Linked DNA regions of Hordeum vulgare: region 1 is linked to region 2. The links are chromatin contacts, called in public Hi-C maps. All regions are on one chromosome and are shown on one strand. The core of a region is the stretch at or near the end of the contact, and the rest is flanking DNA. Distances in the headings are between cores, read along the strand shown. Region 1 has its middle 370 kb from the start of LOC123412142. Region 2 holds the start of LOC123412142 (BEL1-like homeodomain protein 2).

What was found. A called contact is a pair of places that touch in the nucleus more often than the background predicts.
Region 1: a Hi-C map of seedling shows a contact between it and region 2, with 2.1 times the contacts expected there. The contact joins the enhancer-like site here to the promoter of LOC123412142 in region 2. A contact is called at or near these places in 1 of 6 Hi-C or Micro-C datasets (seedling) and 1 of 1 datasets of contacts at active chromatin or transcription factors (embryo).

Annotation. Positions count from the first base shown.
Region 1 is chr7H:512,745,335-512,748,034 of MorexV3_pseudomolecules_assembly, reverse strand. No RefSeq gene overlaps it. Among protein-coding and RNA genes, the nearest start is that of LOC123412142, 370 kb to the right of the region's middle. Within about 2 kb of position 1,309, at least 3 of the 3 cell types and tissues checked have open chromatin away from gene starts, as enhancers often do. A contact at or near this core is called in seedling, where this site is marked.
Region 2 is chr7H:512,373,595-512,376,527 of MorexV3_pseudomolecules_assembly, reverse strand. LOC123412142 (BEL1-like homeodomain protein 2) reads left to right here and starts at 1,629. Exons shown (of 4, transcript XM_045105091.1): 1 at 1,629-2,933. The coding sequence starts at 2,337.

The sequences.
Region 1 (2,700 bases), core at 60-2,559, 370 kb before region 2:
CCATCGCCAACCCTAACCCACCCAAAACTCTCTTCCCCTTCCTCGTTTTTTTCTTGAAACGGTCAGCGCCACTCCAAATTGTCAGCATGATGATGAGCGCGAGGTTGCGGCGGCCAGCTTGCTCGCCCACGAGGCGGCGACAACACGCATGTACGCCCGTAGCAACGGCGCGCACACACGCACGCCCACAAGGCGACGGCGACACAGATGCACGCCTGCGAAGCCGCCGCGACACGCACGCATGCCCATGAGGCGGTGGCGGCCAGCCTACTCGCCCGCGCGGTCACAACGACACGTATGCATGCACGCCCACGAGGCAGCTGCGTGCATCGCGTCGTGCGAACGACTACTCCGGTGCGGCGTGCACGAGGTCTTTCCCGTGTTTTCTTGTTAAGTCGCTGCATGTGGGGTCGAATGGAGATGTGCGGTTGTGACCGGACAACCCCAAATTATCATCAGATTTGAGATGAATATGAGACGTGTCGGTCAGGCCACACGTATATATAGAGACGAAATGAGGTCTATGGTTGAGTCACTTTTTTTTTTTGACCGGACGAGTGTTTCGAACGTTTAGAAGAAGAGTATGGTCCGGCTGTAGATGCTCTTAACTAACAGAAAAAATGATGGTATTTGTATTTTTAATTTTTTTTACAAGTATTTATATTTCTTAATGACCGAGAACCAGGTAAAACCTGATATTTGTTTCCGCTGTTGTGTTGGATGGAACAAGTGTGGGTTGTTTTTTTTACTTTGGATGGCTTCTGTCCGTTGGATGACCTTTGAATGGCTGATACATAGGCGCAAGTTGCAGCGTGACTTGCTATGGGCAAGTCACCTGATTTCTGTCCGGGCTAGGGTTTAGCGCACCCGAGCCGACATTTATAGCCGGTGATGACAGTTTGTTTTTAGGAAAATACGGTGCTACCTCCGTCCCGGCTTATAAATCATTTACGTAGTTTTAGGTCGACACGCACGCATGCCCATGAGGAGTATTAAGGATCTGATAGAAATCGTCTAATTCTTCAAAAAATAAACTGTTAAATATAATTTCTGACTATGCTAGAGATGCCTAACCAAATAATGCATGGTAGTTTTACCGTGATGAACTGTTGAGAAGTTGTTGCGATCTTCACCGTGAGCTCTTGAGAATCGGTGGAGAGATATAGAGAGAGAAGAAGCAAGAGGGCAAGGGCCCGAACGAACACTACCTGCTGCTGCAAACCTGCATGCAGATGCAGGCCGGGCCCATGTCTCTCTCTCTTCCCGAGGAAAGAGAAACAGAACTCCTTGGTTTTGGTGCTCGTATCCTTCAATGCTTCCCTTTCACCCATCTTGGCACAGTGACATGCCAATCATTATAAGCTCCATACCCAACATAACAGTAGCCCTCCATCATTCCCCAGCCAGCGCCCATCCTTCTCCCTAAAGTTGCTGTTACCTCAGAAAGATCCAACATATGTTAATCACTCCAGTACTCCTTCAGTGTAGAGTACGTGCTTTTGTACCAAAGGAAATTTACAAGAATTTTGAAGAGTTCTGTCCTTCAGTGTAGACTTGTTCGGTTGGTAGGATCTGGAATCATTTTTTTTTCCTGTGTTCAATCTCGGTCTAAAGGCACCAAACGCCGTTCACTAAAAACCGGTCGCCACAAAACGGACGTTCGGCAGAGCGAAGCCATCTAAACGTGTCAACGGATCGACCCAAACGAACAACGATTTTGTTTGCTTTTTGTTCGCTTGGATCGGCTGTTCGCCCGACGTCCGCACTGTTTTAGATATGGATCGGTAGCGCGCCCAACGCGCCGATCCATCTGTGCCGGCGTGGCCGGCTGGCCGCCCTATTTTGCATGATTTTCATAGTTTAAATTAAATAACATAATTTGGACCACAAGTAGCATAGTAATTACAAGCCGAATAAAAATTAAAATGTCTCACATAGTTCTTACATAGTTTTGCAAACGAACAAAAGAAGATAAATCTATTGGTTGCCAACATGAGCCCACATATGCTCAACCAAATTATTTTGCAATCGCACGTGAGTTTCCCAATCACGCATGTCTTGATGAAATTGAGTGAACTGTTCAAACGTTGCTGCTTCTCCATGCTCACGCACAACATTATCACCCTAAAACTGAAACCATTGATCGTACAGACGTTCCGGACGCTCGTCTTCTACGATCATATTATGCATGATCACACAAGCAGTCATCACCTCCCACAGTTTCTGCATGCTGCAGGTATTAGCAGGATACCGAACGATGCCCCATCGAGATTGCAAAACACCAAAGGCACGCTCGACATCCTTCCTAGCACCCTCCTGCTCTTGGGAAAATCTTTTCCACTTCTCTCCGACAGGGTTGGGTATTGTCTTGACAATAGTGGAACACTGAGCATAGATACTGTCACCCAGGTAGTATCCTTTGTCGTAGTTGTGGCCGTTGACAGTAAAGTTCATTGGTGGGCTGTTGCCTTCGGCAAGCCTAGCAAACACCGGCGAGCGTTGAAGCACGTTGATATCATTGTGTGATCCGGCCATGCCAAGAAAAGAGTGCCAGATTCAGAGATCTTCAGACGCCACGGCCTCTAGTATGACAGTGCAAGCCCTGACATGGCCTTTATACTGCCCTTGCGAAGCAGAAGGGTAGTTCTTCCACTCCCAGTGCATGCAGTCTATGCTACCAAGCATCCCTGGGAAGCCCTT
Region 2 (2,933 bases), core at 380-2,879:
ACGGCAAGCGGACAGCATAGGCAGAGGCAGTAGATGCAGGCAGTGCAAAAACCAAACGGACGAGCATGCGTACATTGCTCGCAGCAAAAAATCAAATAGATAATTGTCCTCTCCCTCTCTCTCCTGGATCTTCAAAATGTACGGCTCCTCGTGGATCTTCAAAAATCCCACACGCCGCTGATTGATGATCTCTCTCGCATGCATGCATGCATGTGCATGTGCATGTGTGCGTCTGCGGCACTGTAGGCTGCCAAGGAGCGTTTGGACGCATCGCCTTGGCCCGGCCTCCCTCCGTCCTCTCCTGCCGTGGCCCTGCACGCCCTGCTTGCTTGCATTTGCTGAAACAAAGGTGAAAGGCGAGCACTCACTCGCTGCCGCTGCCGCTTGCAGCTTGCGGCCTGGGCACGCTGTAGCGGACGGGAGCAAGTGGCGCCTGCTCGTGCTTGGAAAGAAGAATTGTTCCTTTGCCACAACTGCCCGAAGCAAGCCACATGCATGATACGCACGCACAGTGCGCTCATCTCAGCGAGGGAATGAATGAATGAGTGAGCGAATGATGCACACACAGATGCCACCACTGTGGCGGTATGTAGTACGATACATGGCTAGCGGCTAGGCGCATGGTGTTGGTTGCTTAACAGACATTCATGAGGTGATGCATTTTATATGCCCACACAGTGTGCCATTGTGCACTCGACTAATAATCAACTAGTTCATGGCTTGTCCTGCAGGTGCATGGGGATTGATACAGCACAATCATGGGGAGATAAACCTCACCATAACAATAAAATAAGCAAACTGAATCCATCACCACATGTTGGATAACACTATTCTTCTACACCCTTCCCTCCATGATCCAAGCAAAGGCCGGCCCCCATGCCCCATCCTTTTCCCTGCTTTGCTACGTATGGGCATCAGCAACTTTCAGTTTTTGGTATGCATTAAAACGCCGCTGCCCCCCTCCTGGAGCAGAGCAGAGCAGAGCGGCGTAGGCCCCCTCTCGTTTCTGTTTCCTGTGGCTTGCGTGCGTGTTTGCATCATACACACACAGAGAGAGAGAGAGAGAGCGCCCTGCCAGCCCAAGATCTCTCTTGATCAGTGCCGAGATCATCAATCAGAGGGGCCTGCCATCCAAGTGGAGTGGGCATCACCATTTTTCTTCCTCCTCGTGCTGGTTTCCGAGCCTGATAAAACCCACCTCCCTCCCTGGCCTCCCCTCCCCCAATTGCTCCCCTCCCCTGCTTCTTTCTCGCCTGCTGGAGTAGTACTAGAAAGTGGAAACAGAGGGGAAAGAAATAGGAGAGATCGCCTCAGGGTCGTCGTCACCAGCTGCAGCCCATCCGCATTGTCGCCGTGATATCGGGAAATGCTCTCGTTTCCATTTTAGGTTCCGCGTGGTAGCTCCGGCTTCATCTTCTTCCTCCTCGCTCTCGCTGATCATCTTCTTGGAAAGCTCCGCTGCTTTTGCTGCCCCACTCGCCCTCGCTAGCTAGCCATATCCCAGGTTGAAACCTCTGTAGGAGAGTAGCCACTTGAGGTAGGACGGAGGGGTGGTTGGCGGTTCATAGGCCGTCGCCGTCGCCGGTGCTTTCTCTCTCCATGATTGTTTAAGGTTCGGCTACTAATCCCTAGCTCCCCAAGGCTTCCTCGGCTGTTCCCGCTTTGGTTCTTCAACATGATTTCATTTCTTGTTTTTGCGATTATTGTCTCTTTGCGTGGTACGGCTTCGAATGCAAGATTTCTACTCTAGTGCTTGCTCTGTTGGTTCTCAAGTGGTACTACCACTACCTGCGAGCATAGCACCTGAGCAGATGAAAAGGAAAAGAAAAAGCTCAAACTGAGCAGTTGGATAAGCACAATTTCTTATTAGAGTGGCTACTGTAACTCGTGTCCCTAGCCTTTCTCCATTCATTCTTTGCGCTGCCCATTTTGAAAATCCAGGACAAACGACCTGTGTTTACTGCGTGCTTTAGGTGCCTTTTTTCTATATCAGCTATGCTTTAGTACTAGAAGGCTGCATTTTTGTGCCAAGGCTAGCAAATAGGTGGTGTTTCTCTGTTCTTGCCGCAAAATAGGTGAGCTTTCTTCCTCCTCCCATAGTCAGTGCTGTGCAATTTCGTCTGCATTTCTGCCTGCTACAATGCGCACAGTGGCCCGCCTTGCATCTTCAACTTTGTGAAGGAACAATCTGTGAACTGTGTCCTCAGCAGCGGCGTTGATGTCACCAATTATTTGGCTCACATATTCTACTGCTGCTTTGCTTCAGGTCTTTAAAAATTGATAGTGCGCAAGATTTGGCCTTTGGCGACTACTACGGAGCTAAGCTAGGCCTCAAGATGTCTAGCAATCCATCCTATCAGCAGCAGCTGGGGTTGGATGCCATGAACACTTGTTTCTTCGGCGGTGGCGGGATGATCGGTTCAGAGGCGCCATTCTTCTACCCAAGCATGCCTCACGACGTGCACTTCGGCTCCGGCTCCGGCTCCGGCGGCGCGGAGGTGGCCGCGCATTTCATGGCCAGCAACGCCGTGATGGTGGCGAACCAGCTCGTCTGGCCCGGCGCCCCTTCTCAGGACAGCCACCTCGCGAGCATGTCCACGGACGAGATGAACGACGACGCCCACGCTGTCGCCGGCGAGAGCTGCAGCACCGTGCACTCCATGCTCCATTCCGCCTCCGCGGACTTCTTCCAGTACGCGCCGGCGGAGGTCACCATCGCCCAGCCATCAAAGATGGCCAAGCTCATTGCTGGAGAGCCGCACTGCAGCTGGCTCTACGACGGTCCAGGCGCTGCCTCCACCCACGAGCCGTATTACCTGACGGCGTTCTCCGGCGGCACAGACTTTCCGGACCCGGTCGCCGCCGTGGCGAGCGGCCTGTCGCTCAGGCTAGGTGCCCGGTCTTCCTCGGTCACCATGGCCAGCATGCCGGAG